Regions from separate parts of the Mus musculus genome. Here all the other regions are linked to region 3. The links are chromatin contacts, called in public Hi-C, HiCAR-type and HiChIP or PLAC-seq maps. All regions are on one chromosome and are shown on one strand. Each heading gives the region's core, a stretch centred on a gene start, on an enhancer-like site or on the middle of the called end of the contact. The rest is flanking DNA. Distances are from core to core; before and after follow the strand shown.

What was found. A called contact is a pair of places that touch in the nucleus more often than the background predicts. HiCAR-type assays count read pairs that join an accessible place to other places. HiChIP or PLAC-seq counts read pairs in DNA pulled down with a chosen protein or histone mark.
Region 1: a Hi-C map of embryonic stem cells shows a contact between it and region 3, with 7 times the contacts expected there. The contact joins the promoter of 2810013P06Rik here to the promoter of Banp in region 3. A contact is called at or near these places in 1 of 39 promoter capture datasets (embryonic stem cells) and 2 of 484 Hi-C or Micro-C datasets (both in embryonic stem cells).
Region 2: a contact with region 3 is called in a FOXA1 HiChIP or PLAC-seq map of pancreatic cancer cells. The contact joins the promoter of Spg7 here to the promoter of Banp in region 3. A contact is called at or near these places in 1 of 39 promoter capture datasets (embryonic stem cells) and 1 of 115 datasets of contacts at active chromatin or transcription factors (pancreatic cancer cells).
Region 4: a HiCAR-type map of astrocytes shows a contact between it and region 3, with 2.3 times the contacts expected there. The contact joins the promoter of 4933417D19Rik here to the promoter of Banp in region 3. A contact is called at or near these places in 5 of 39 promoter capture datasets (the C10 cell line, erythroid cells, fetal liver and 2 more), 1 of 115 datasets of contacts at active chromatin or transcription factors (astrocytes) and 1 of 9 other capture datasets (adipose tissue).

Annotation. Positions count from the first base shown.
Region 1 is chr8:123,040,962-123,044,024 of GRCm38.p6, forward strand. It overlaps 2810013P06Rik (RIKEN cDNA 2810013P06 gene), which reads left to right and starts at 1,614. Exons shown (of 1, transcript NR_045268.1): 1 at 1,614-3,063. It overlaps Ankrd11 (ankyrin repeat domain 11), which reads right to left and starts at 1,323. Exons shown (of 13, transcript NM_001081379.2): 1 at 988-1,323.
Region 2 is chr8:123,064,111-123,067,187 of GRCm38.p6, forward strand. Spg7 (SPG7, paraplegin matrix AAA peptidase subunit) reads left to right here and starts at 1,398. Exons shown (of 17, transcript NM_153176.5): 1 at 1,398-1,599; 2 at 2,363-2,465. The coding sequence starts at 1,417.
Region 3 is chr8:121,949,056-121,952,034 of GRCm38.p6, forward strand. It overlaps Banp (BTG3 associated nuclear protein), which reads left to right and starts at 1,437. Exons shown (of 14, transcript NM_016812.4): 1 at 1,437-1,593. Gm27011 (predicted gene, 27011) reads right to left here and starts at 1,590. Exons shown (of 1, transcript NR_169031.1): 1 at 623-1,590.
Region 4 is chr8:123,233,385-123,236,548 of GRCm38.p6, forward strand. It overlaps 4933417D19Rik (RIKEN cDNA 4933417D19 gene), which reads left to right and starts at 1,707. Exons shown (of 3, transcript NR_045849.1): 1 at 1,707-2,169. Spata2l (spermatogenesis associated 2-like) reads right to left here and starts at 2,874. Exons shown (of 3, transcript NM_030176.3): 1 at 2,766-2,874; 2 at 2,134-2,465; 3 at 1-861. The coding sequence starts at 2,436.

The DNA of each region.
Region 1 (3,063 bases), core at 364-2,863, 1.1 Mb after region 3:
AACAGAAAAACCTACAGGAGCACCAGGTAAAGACAAGGCCTTGAGAAAAAAAATGAGACTCCACACCAAGCCACATACATAGGAACTGAACCGCACATCCGTCTGTGAAGGGGCTAGATCCATGTGGCAGGGCCAACCCTGCACACACGTACACACACACACGGGCGCGCGCGCGCACACACACACACGCACACACACACACACACACACGCACACACACTCTCGCAGCTACCGCCTTGCCAGGGGATGATGAAATGAGGAACGGAAATTAACATTTCAGGCAACGTCTCACATTGTTCCTTGAGGCCAAAGGCTGCTCCTGCAGCCGTCGCCTACACCGCTTTCCTCCCACTCTCCCCCCCGAGTCCCGCCTTCCCCTCCCCCAGACGCCCCCCGCCGCCCCGCATTCCTGCCCCCACTCGGGCCTGCGCGCCTCCGCACCCCGCAGCTCCAGGTCCCCGGCTCGCCCGCCCCCTCCGGCTCGGCTCGCAGCCCGAGGGCCGCCTGCTCCCATTTCAAAACACGATAATAATAGGGACGCTGGGAATAACAACTACCACCAGCCCGGCGACGGAGCCCCTCCCGAGGGTCAGAGGTCGGCGCCCCGCGCCACTGAGGACCCCAGGGACTCCCGGGAGCCCGCCGTCGTCCTCACAGCGTCCCGGGACCCACTAACGCACCATCGACCCTCGCTCAAGGCCCGCCCTCGGTCCTCACGGCCGCCACAGCCCACCCCGGAGCCCTTCCTTAGCCTCTCTCGGCCGCCCGACCCCCGGGACGCCCCGAGGCCGGCCTCGGAGCCCGCCCTCGGCCCCTCATGGTCGCTCGCAGGACCCCCGCGGCCCACCGACCGGCCTCTCGCGGCGCACGGCCCGCCCCGGGGCACCCGCGGCGGCGGGCAGCGGAGGAGGCCTGCAGGCCGCAAGGCCGCAGGAACGCCCGACGCCCTCCCCGACCACCACCCCCCAGGTCCCCGGCGCCTCTCACCCGGCTCCGAGGGCGACGCGGCTCCGCGGCGGAACGGCGGCGGGGCGCGGGCGCTGCCCATGCAGCCCGCGGCCGCGTTTCCCGGGCCGCGCGGCCCGGGCGGGAAGGCGGCGTCGGCGCGCGGGCTGGAGGCTGCGGCGAGTGCGGGGCCGGCGGGATGCAAGCCCGCCCTCGGCGTGCAGGAGCTCACGCGGGGCCGCGGCGCTCGCGCGGACGCTACTGCGGGGGCGTCTGGCCGCGGACTCCGCCGCGGCGCCTCCCCGGCTGGGGCCCTCGGTCCATCGCGCTCTGTCGCGGGCGGCCTCTGGCTCCAGGACCCAGCGGTGGCTGCGGCGGGCGCCGGCCGCATGAGAGCCTCCCGCCCATTGGCTCGCCGTATCCGCCACCGCCATTGGCCCGCCCCGCAGAGCGGCAGGGGCCGCTTACGTCACGTCGGAGAGGAAATGCGATGCCGGGGTGAAAGGGCTCAGACGGCCCGACGGCTTCCGTAACAGGCACGGGGCGGCGCTAGGGAGACGTCCGGGAATGATTGGCATCCGTGCGTAGGAGACCCAGGCGGAGAAAGCCGCTGGATTGGCTGACCTCCCTGCCACGGGACACGACGATTGGCCCTACTCGGTGCCGGAAGTGATGAGGCCGCGGTCTGGAAACAAGGTTGTTGTCGAAGGAGCCAGAAGGTGGGAGCCGGCTTGTACCGGCTGGCCTTGCGCTGCGGACGCGAGGTCGTGTGTCGCCTGTGAGCCTGTGTGAGCTTCGAGAATGTGTGTCTCTAGCCGGCAGGAGGCTCTTGCAGGAGCAAAGGCAGCCGGGATGATGGCCGCGAAGGAGAAAGGCGGCCTCGGCCCCCACCCGCGATCCGGCTCTTTCCTGGAGGTGTTCCTGGACTGCGCTTCGCTCCGAGTCCCGTGAGCCACGTTAGCAACCGGGATGTGGTGAGCTCCAGACTCTGCCCGGAGGTTTCCTTAGACACCGCGCGCGCTTCAGCCGCCTCCCTTCCCCGGCTCCAGAACTTCACCGCGATGGTTCATGAAACAACAACAACAACAAAAAAAAAGGTTGACGAACCTCAGAGCTAGGCAGCAAAGTCGCATCGTCATGTGCCTGATTGTTTGAATTTACAGAACGCGGAAAAAGTTTAATGATGGTTTGCGTTAGTAGTGATTTGGTTTGCAAACGAGCTAAAAATTCGAATCCCAGCGCTGTAGTGACCGAGACAGGCGTATCCGGAGCTCAGAGTACATTGTTGTGAACATTTCGAGTTCAAGATTTGAGTTCCATGAAACCTTTGTCTCAGAAAAATGCATAAAGTAATTGTGACGAGTCTGATATGTTGGTATAGGCTTTTTATCCCGGTACTTAGGCAGAGGCAGGCTGGATCTCTGAGTTCCGGGCCAGCTAGGGCTACACAGTGAAAGCCAATTTCATAATATAATAAAATATAAAATAACAAGTAACCAGGGCTGGAGAGATGGCTCGGCGGCTAAGAGCACGTGCTGCCCTTCTCGGCACCCACCTCAGACAGCTTCACAGCCACCTTCAGAGGACTTGACATCTTCTGACTTTTCAGGAACTCACACCCGAGTAGAGTACTCACACATATAGACTACATATAAATCTTTTAAAGTAAATGGGACCTGGGGAGATGACCTGTCGGTCAAAAGCACTCACTGGCTGCTCTTCCAGAGGATCTGGGTTCGATTCCCGGCATCTGTAACTCCTGTTCTAGAAGATCTAACATTGTCTAGGGGCTCCCCAAACATGCACTAGTACACATACATATACACAGAAAAAAAATACGCTTCTGCACAGAAAAAAATCTACAAAAAAAAAGTTTTAAGTAGTCAAACTTCCAGCCTTGTCCTATTTAAAGAGCATCTGTGTATTTGTGAACCAGAAAAGCTAAGTGACTAAAATCAATATTTATACTTCTTTGTTTTGTTTTGTTTTTGACTTTTGGGGTTTTGTTTGTTTGTTTGAGACAAGTTTTCTCTGTGGAGCCCTGGCCTTCCTGGAAATAGTTCTGTAGAGGGTTTGGGTGTTTTGTTTTGTTTGTCTGTATAAACAAAGTCTTTACAG
Region 2 (3,077 bases), core at 148-2,647, 1.1 Mb after region 3:
ATTGTTTGAATTATTTAGTGTTAAGGGACTTGGAGAGTACAGAAAGACATGGAGTGGAAGGAAAGGCACCGAGACTGCTTTGGGGGCTTTCTGCAGTTAGACTACCAGGCACCAGCCTGGCATGGACTAGCAGGACTCAGAGCTTCAGTGGCCCTGCCCAGGCCTGGGATTGCAGCTGTCCATGGGTGGGACAGCAAGCTCTCCCTTCTGTCTCTGCACAAATGAACTGTCAAAGCCAAATGGTATGAAGCTCGGGATGACGGGTGCTCCTCAGGGGCAGTGAGTATAATTAAGGGGGCTCTTAATTTGGTCATAAACACAGTCCACAGGAACAAAGAATGCTAGTGGTTGCCTGATGCTAAGGGAGTTGGAGAAATGGGTAGTAGACCACTAATGGCTATAAGGGGGGGAGGGGTCTGGAAAGATGGCTCAGTGGTTAAGAGCACTGTCTGCTCTTCCAGAGGACACGGGTCCAATCACCACTTTAAATGTTTTATTTAATGTGCACTGGTGTTTTGCTTGCATGTATGTCTGTGGGAGGTTGTCGAATCCCCTGGAACTGGAGTTACAGATGGTCATGAGCTGCCATGTGGGTGCTGGGAATTGAACCTGGATCCTCTGGAAGAGCAGCCAGTGCTCTTAACAGCTGAGCCATCTCTCCAGCCCCTCCAGTTCCGACTTTAGGAGCCCCCCTCCCTCCCTCTCTAAGATTGAGGGCACCGTTTTCCTACTCTGTATGTAGCTGCTGCCCTGTGGTCTCACACACCACTGGCTCTAAGTTGATTCTGTAGCCAGCCAGGGGCATCCCCCGGATCTCTGATGTTCAGAAAAACTGGTTCATTCTTGTCAGGCCGGCACACAGGAGACGGAGCTTGAGTTTGAAGCCAGACTGTTGCACAGCGATACTGTATTTAAAAAAACAAATAACCAAAACCAAGAGGCAGGTGGATCTCCGAGTTCGAGGTCAGTCTGGTCTACAGCGAGAGGACAGCTAGCACCACACAGAGAAACAACAAAATAAATACGTACAGGAAGGACGGAAGTGGCCAACAGGAACCACCAAATCGCACCCCAAAGAAAGAGATAACGTGAAAAGCGAATCGTGTATCCACTTGCCAAGTACTGGAAACCGCAACTTGGACTGTTAATAAAACACAAGAGAGAAAAATACCGGGTAACCGTAGCCTGTCTCTACGTGAACCCGCAGGCTGCGGGCTGCTAGCTTTCGCGCTGCGCACCCTGCTGACTCTCGAGGTTTCGCAGCTAACCTTGCGGATACCAGACGGTTCGGACCGCGCAGGCGTCGCCAGGAGCGCGCGACCTTCAACCCCGCGCAAGCGCAAAGGGAGGCCGCCCTCAAAAACCTGACCGTTAGGGCGGCCGGAGCCGCACTGCGCAGGCGCCGCTTTCGGCACCATGGCGGCCGCCTTGCTGCTGCTTCGCGGGCTCCGCCCCGGCCCGGAGCCCCGGCCCCGACGGCTGTGGGGCCTGCTCTCAGGCAGGGGCCCAGGCCTCTCGTCCGGGGCTGGGGCCAGGCGGCCGTACGCGGCCCGCGGGACTCCGGTTGGCCCGGCTGCGGCTGGAGGCCACGCGCCTCAGGTAACCCGCTCGGAGCCCGGCGGCGGCGGGTGTGGCGGGTCGGTCCGCGCCGACCGGAAGTGCGCCTGCACCTCGCTCTTCCGCAGGAGGATGGCTGCTGTGGGCTCCCCGGGACGGGAGGCAGCATCTGCCTCGGGTGGTTCGTCTCTCCCTGGCGTGTGTGAGAGAGACGCCCTGTATCACTGTCCCTGGCGGCTTCAAACTGAGTCCTGGTCACCCGTGCCTTTCCGTCCTCTTCTTTCTGGTCTGGAGGCAGGCGTTCATGTGTACTCGGAGCAGCCCTTGGACTCCCGATCCTTTTGCCCACATAGGTGGTGCACACTTGCAATTTCAGTATTTGCTGGTAGGACGAGGCCAGGAAGATTGTGAATTGGAGACTCAAACTGGGCTGTGGGTGAAAGTTAATTGACTTTTGTTTCTTCGGTTTTTTTGTTTTGTTTTGTGGCTGAGTCCAGTGAAATTCATTGATGGAGTTGATTGACACTTTCCCTTGGCCCCTCCCCTTCTTGGGAGGCAGTTCTAGGATGGAAACCGAGGAGGGAGAGATTCTCAATACACAGTTGAAGATGACTTTGAACTTTTGATGCTCCTGCATCCCCTCCCAAGTGCTGGGATTACATGCATGCGCCACTGTACCCAGTTTTAAGGAGGTACTGGGGATCAAATCCATAGCTTTCTGCATGCTAGGCAAGGACTTTGATTAGGCCTGTGTTGTTGTGGTATATGGTCTTAGTGTTACCTCGGTCTTTTTCTCTTTTTACAGAGTTTGCTATTGCGAATACTGACCCCTAGCTTTGAAGGTATTAGCGGATTGTTACTGAAACAGCATATAGTTCCAAATGCAGTCAGACTGTGGCCGCTTTCAGGTGTGTATGCATTGCATGGTCCATTACTGAGGGACACAGGTTTTACTGTAGTCCTATAAGAGCATAGTGGAAGAGGACAAAACCAAACAAACCAGGTCTTACATGCCTGTAATCTCAGCACTAAAACAGGGGCTGCCAGTTGGAGGTCAGGCAGAACTAGCTAGTGAAACCCTGCTGGCCCCCTGCTCACCCCCACCCCCCACCCAAAAAAACAAAAGGTTTTATGTTGTCTGAGAGCACAGCACTTGCTGCAGTGAGCAGGGCTCGCTGTGATGTTCAGTAGAGTAGCCTAGGAGCAGAAGGCCATGCTGTGTGTGCAGCAGCATCCACCATCTCAGGCTGTGTGCATGCACTCTAGTCTAAGAGTGGAGGCTCCTTGGCAGGTGACAAGTGACATAGGAGAACGTCACTAGTTAGACACTGACCAGAAGACTAGGAACACCCAGCCACTAAGAGTACCTTTGATTCTTTTAAAAAACAAAACACCTGAACTTGTGACCCTCTTCAGTCCTGAGGTTACAGGTATGTACCACTCTGTCCAGTGTTATGTGAAGCTAGGGATTGAACTCAGGACTTTGGGCATGGTAAGCAAGTACTCTAACAACTAAGCTA
Region 3 (2,979 bases), core at 187-2,686:
TTACTCTGTTTTTCCGTGCGGTCAGGCATTCATGTTCAGAACTCTCACAACTACAGTTTTAAAATCTGGGCCCAATTGAGGGGCGGTGGGAGGAGATAGTACAACTCTCTAAGAGTTTCTGGCCAAGTTCCTCGTAGTTCCTCTGGGCTTAGCTTTCTTTCTTTTTATTTTAAAGATTTATTTATTTATTTCATGTATGTGGGTACACTGTCACTGTCTTCAGACACACCAGAAGAGGGCATTGGGTTCCCATTACAGATGGTTGTGAGCCATCATGTAGTTCCTGGGGTTTGAACTCAGGACCTCTGGAAGAGCAGTCAGTGCTTTTTTTTTTTTTTTTTTTTTTTTCCCCAAATGAGACAGGGCTTCTCTGTATAACTCTGGCTGTCCTGGAACTCACTCTGTAGATTGGGCTGGCTCGAACTCAGAAATCTGGCTGCCTTTACCTTCCAAGTGCTGGGATTAAAGGTGTGCGCCACCACTGCCCAGCAGGTCTCATTTTAACAGCACAGTTCTAGGTTGAAATCTTCAAGACAATCCTGAGGTAAAGTGGCACAGGATCAAACCCCAGACAGAGCACAGTGGTTTAGAAGGGCTGTCCCAAGGTTGCCCAGCTGGTAGCTGCACTGAGTCATGGCTTTATTATCGGCACAGGGGAACGGGCAGGAAACAGGTTTTTGTTTTGTTTAGTTTTCTAAGTGAAAATAACTCCTGTAATCCCGGTTTGTAGGATTGCTCACTGCGAACATGCAGAAGGGGACAGCCTGGAAAGGAACACTGACGACAGACCAGGTGCAGAGAACCATTAGTGGCATTTCTGGCAACAAATGCACATCGATGCTGCATAGCTCCTATTGCATGATACGTAAGCATGTCACATATAATCTCTATCACAGTGACAGTGTCCCCACGACCAGCTTGTCCATAAGGAAGTCAGGCAACTTTCCAGACAATGCCACTGAACGAGCCCGGAACGTCTGAGACCGATGCCAGGTAGAGTAGGTAGGACGGGTTTGGGAGCGTACAGCCCATTTGAGCCGCTGACACTACAAGTCCCAGCAGCCCTCAGGGCAGGGAAGGCATGGGGCAGCCAGAATCCGGATGGACTACAAATCCCAGCAGGCAAATCATGGCCGCAGAGACTACCAGTCCCAGGACGCATCGTGCCACACACAGCGCACACTGGGATTTGTAGTCGTCAGGGCAGCGTTAGTGTGTTCACACCCATCAAAGAGGACGTACATTCCTCAGATTGAACACTGGAGGATTTACTGCTTTAGCAAGTAACATGGACGTGAGATGGGGAAGTAAGGGCCCAGCGAGTCAACTCTCGGAGCAGGGGAGGACAACTGCGCATGCTCGTTGGAGTCCGTCGGCGAAAGCGCGCGCCAGAGGCGCCCAGAGCAGGCCCCGCCCCCTTCCCGACCGGCCCCGCCCTTGAGCCGGGAGCCCAGGGAGCCTGCGCTGAGGGCGGGGCGCAGGCCGTGGGGAGGCGCTCGCGGCGCCTGCGCAGAGCGGCTGCTTCTCTCGCGAGGACGGACGCCATTATCGCAGCTCCCCGACAAACACCACGAGAATTCCGCAGCCCACACGGTAATTGCAGCTCCCGCAGCCGGTCGCGCCTCCACTCCCCCTTCCCGCGGGGCGAGAGCGAGAGCGAGAGCGAGATCTCCGGCCGCCCCCGCCCCGCCCCGCCGCCAACCGTCGCCAACGGCCACGGGGCCGCACGCCGGGCTGGGCGGGGGCCGGCGGGCCGCGGGATGTCCGCGCGTCGCCTCCGCGCCTCCACCCGCCGGGGCTGCGGGACCCGGGAAGCGAGCGAGCGAGCGGGCGAGCGGCCGAGGCCCGGCGGCCGTGCTCGCGTGCGTTCGGCTCCGGGGCCTCGGCGCCTCCCGGGCCCGCGCCCGGCGCTCCTGTCACGGGCTCGGCGCGCGGGCGCTGTGGCCCTGGCTCGGCCGCCCAAGTCTCTCAGGACTGAGCCTCGCGCGCTGCGCCCGGGCCCCGCGCGCCGCCCCGCCGCCTAGGTGGCCCCATCTCCCGGCCGTTGTTGGCGCTATGCCCCGGTAACCGGGTGACTTCGCCCTGGTTGGCGCGTCCGCCCGCCTCTGCTCTGCTCTCTGTTGACATCGGGGCCGAGACTGGTGCTCGCTTCCCCACCTAGCGTCACGTCCCCGTCCCGCACAGCCTGGCTCTTTTTTTTCCTTGTTACTTGTGGTGGCCTTTGTTTCTCTGCTCCTGGTGACATTGTAACTTCTCGGAGATAGTGTGGAACCTCCGGCTTCCCTCTACCTCCTCTCTGCCTTTCTTCTAATCTGGGTTGGGGACGCTTTAGGCGGGTGCAGGTAGGTCCCGAGGTCTTTCTTTCGCTGCACGCCTGGTCAGCTCAGGACGCAGTGTTTCAGTCAGCTTTCTTCTTGAGTCCCCAGGGAGCCTCTGCCAAGGACTTCCTTTCTGGTAACTGTTTCCTCCCTGGACCGGCCTAAGGTCTTCTTGGCATTGGAACAGGTCTGCCCTTCGCAGGTATGCTCGGTAGGCGTGTCCTCGAGCGCTGGGAGATTGTCCCAAGAGCCTTTCTTAAAGTCGTTAGAGAGTTTGTCGCCCTCCCCCCCACCCCCGCCCCATTTGGGCACACTACTTGAGTTTCTTTATCTTTCTATTCCTTTTTGATTTTCATTCCAGGAAAGAACTTCAGTTTATCTTTCACCCCAGTGGCGCAGGACTTTTAATTCCAAGCACTTAGGAGACAGAGGCAGGTGGATCTTTGCCAGTTTGAGGCAACCTCGTTTACATAGTGTTTACATAGGCAACCTCCCCTATCTCGGGGAGGGGGCCGGCGAATCCACCATCAGAATTGTAGTTTCTGAGCAGGGCATAGAGAGGTACACACCTCTAGCCCCAGCACTTGGGAGGCAGAGGCAGGCGGATCTCTTAAGTCTGACACCATCCTGCTCTACAGAGTGAGTTCTAGGACAGCCAGAA
Region 4 (3,164 bases), core at 457-2,956, 1.3 Mb after region 3:
AGATAGGGCAGTGCAGTGGGTAGCATGGAGCTGGCGGCAGGTGTCACAGCAGAGGGTGGGTAGGTTGCCAGGGCTCAAGCAGCTGTGTGCCTGGTAGCTCAGAGGCTCAACAGCAGGCCCATAGGCCGAGGATGCAGCTGCTTCTGCCTGCCTGTGTCGGGGGCTGGCTTGCCCGGGGCTTGAAGGGGACTCAGGGGGAGCTAAGTCTCCTGAGCGACTCAGCTCACGGCGCAGAGAAAGGAAGGAGAAAGCAGAGGGTTCTGGCTCCAGCTCCTCTTCCAGAGCCCCATATGGTGGGCTGCTGGCCCGATGCATATCATCAGCTGGCGGTTCCCAGGGCTGACCTCCAGAACCCCATAGTTTGGCACTCTGCTCCCAGAGTGGTGGCCTGTAAGCCAGCTCCACAGGAGGCGAGTCCAGCCCTGGGGAAGGCTCACCATACAGACTGGCCTCTGAGCTCTCATCTTCCTGCAGGTCCTGATACAGGTCCACTGGGGCCCCATAAGTGGCAGGTGTGCCCCGAGGGGGCAGAGGTGGTGGCTCCTCATCTTGGGCCAGGCGTTGCTGCAGCCAGGCCACACAGGAGGCTACATCCCCACTAGCCCGTCGAGCTCGGAGCAGCTCCTCGGCTGGTAGTACGCTTGTACCCAGCTGAGTCAGGACCTCACTTAGGATCTCACACTCCAACCGAAGAGCAAAGCAACCTAGGGCCACCTGCACCAGCTGGCAGGCAGGGGGTGGGGTGGTCACCATTAGGCGGTGGTTGTCCCTGCGCACGTAGCCCATCTTCTGGAAGCTTCGAGTCAGGAGCTCCTCAGAGAGTACACCCTTCAGCACATGCACATAGCCCCCTGAGAAGGTCTGTAAGGAAGGGTCCTGGTCAGACATGCACTTCCATAAAGGTTCCTAGATGTAGCCTATGTGGGTTGAGCCTGCCTTGACCTCGGTGCACTTCTGAAGCTCCTGTCCACCCCCTGATACAGTTTCTATCTGTCTGGAGTGAGCTTGGATGTCAGACATTGTTTTCCTCCAAGGGAGAACCTAAACCCTTGTGTATGCTAAGCAAGCATTGTGGTCGAGACAAGGTCCTTGTTGTATAGCCCAGCTTGACCCCAAACTCACCATCCTCCTGCCTCAGCCTACAGGAATATTCCACTGTACCTCGCTGGCAGGTAGCCTCCCACGACTGTAGTATTCCAGAAAGTCCAATGTGCTTTCTAGATCCAAGCTACCAATGGAATCAAAGCTCCAGGGTTTAAGCTTGGGTCTTTCTAAGTGTGACCGTCTACAACAGCTCTAGGCTTCCTTGGAGCACTTCTGTGCATAGCACCCTTAGGGAGAGGATGTCTACACACAAGGAGCACTGGCCAGAACACCCTCCTTAGGGCGTTGCACCTCGACTTAAGAGAAAAGGGGCTTTTCCCTAAAACCACACAGCTAGGAGGCTCTATCCTTGCCAGCTCCACCCCAACACTATTTCTGAACTATTCAGTGTGAAGGCCACGCCTGGCTGCCTCTGTCCTCTGGGGCGGATGGGTGGGCTTCTAGCTTGACAGAACTGAATGAAAGTCCTGAGATCTCAGGTATTCCCGTGGAGCAGCAGGCTGGTGGGGTGTGGAGGGGGAGACGTTACCATGACAACCGGTGGAGGTTTACCTCGCCCACGTGCATTCTGACGTCATTGCCTTCCCACTCAAAATTAGCTCAGAGCGGCCCTACCCCCTCTAAGTGGTCTGCCATCTGACCTAAGGACTAGGCCAGCCCTGGACCTGGCCGCCTAACCTGGACCCAGGCAGGAATAAGATCCCTGCTGTTCTGATCTGCTGTTCTCTTCCCAGTCTTAGCAGCCTCCTTTTACAGATGGGGACCAGTCCACATCTTAGAGGAGTTAGGATGACCATAGGACATCAAGTACCTCCCTCACCCACCCACGTCTACCCTAGAATTTCCATGGCAACTAGGGCAGTGAGACTACTTTGAGGACAGCCATATAAGTTCTAGGTGAATGACTGGTAGGCATGCATCCCAACACGCCCACGAGCCCTCAACGCAGAACCCTCCCCTGAAGAGGATCTGCAGCCCTCAAACAGCCTGGACAAGGACGGGAGTGAAGGAGCACCACTGATGCCATACCTTGATAGTGGTGAACTCCTTTCTCCAGGGCAGCAGGTACAGGTGCACAGCGGCCAGCTCTAGGAGCTCAAAGGCGCGGGCCAGATCTTGGAGGGCCGGTGCCAGGTCAGCCCGCCCCCACAGGCCATCAGTGAACAGGGCTAGCGCATCGTCCTGTAGCGCCCCGTGCAGGTCAAAGTCTTCCACCAGAATCTGCCAGAGCACCGCGCGCAGCGAGGGGTCGCCGCAAACGCCCGCGCGGCCGCGCCGCAGCTCGCGCTCCAGGCACTGGCGATAGTCCTCGGACAGTGAGCTGCTGCCCATCCTGATCAGGTCCGGGATGAGGTGTCAAACTAGAGACCATGTCATCTCAGCTGTGTGTGCGACTCTCAACCCCGCACCCAGCAAGCCCAGGGCTCCCTCCAACCTGGAAATAGGGACCTTGGCAGCTTAGCCAACTCTCGGAATCTATGGTCCCTGAGACGTGGACGCTGACAGCTCAGTGACCACAGTATTTGTAGCCTCCCCTCCCCAGGACACCTTCAGCCCCGCTTGCTGAGCGTCCTCGTATCAACAGCTCCGCTCCCACTAGCTGAACCTCTTGCAGCCAGAGCCCCTCTCCCACTGACGGTCCCCGTGGGCGGCGGTGCTACCTGCTAGTCGCCAGCTATTCCAGAGAGCTCCGCTTGGGCCTGGGTCTCTCCTCGCTCTTCCGCAGAAAGTCAAGCCCGCCCCTTGGCCTTGGTCGTGACGTTGGTGGGCGAGGCTGGAGTCGGGTGCCGCCCTTTCGGCTAAGTAGGAGGGTGGAGGTGTAGGCGTGGCCTGGGCGAAGCTGGGCGTGGCCCTCCCCTGCAGCTCACCTTTTGAAGTTCTCTCAGATTCACTAGTTAGTCTTTCAGCTAGTCTGAGTGGGAGTACACAGTGGGTGTATGATCACTGGTCGCCAAGATGTGCCTAGCGGAACCGGTCTGAACCAGGCTGGACTTTGGCTCCTCAAGCCAACCCACAGAATAGCCAAATACCGGCTAGGCGGGGCCTGTCTTGGCAGATCA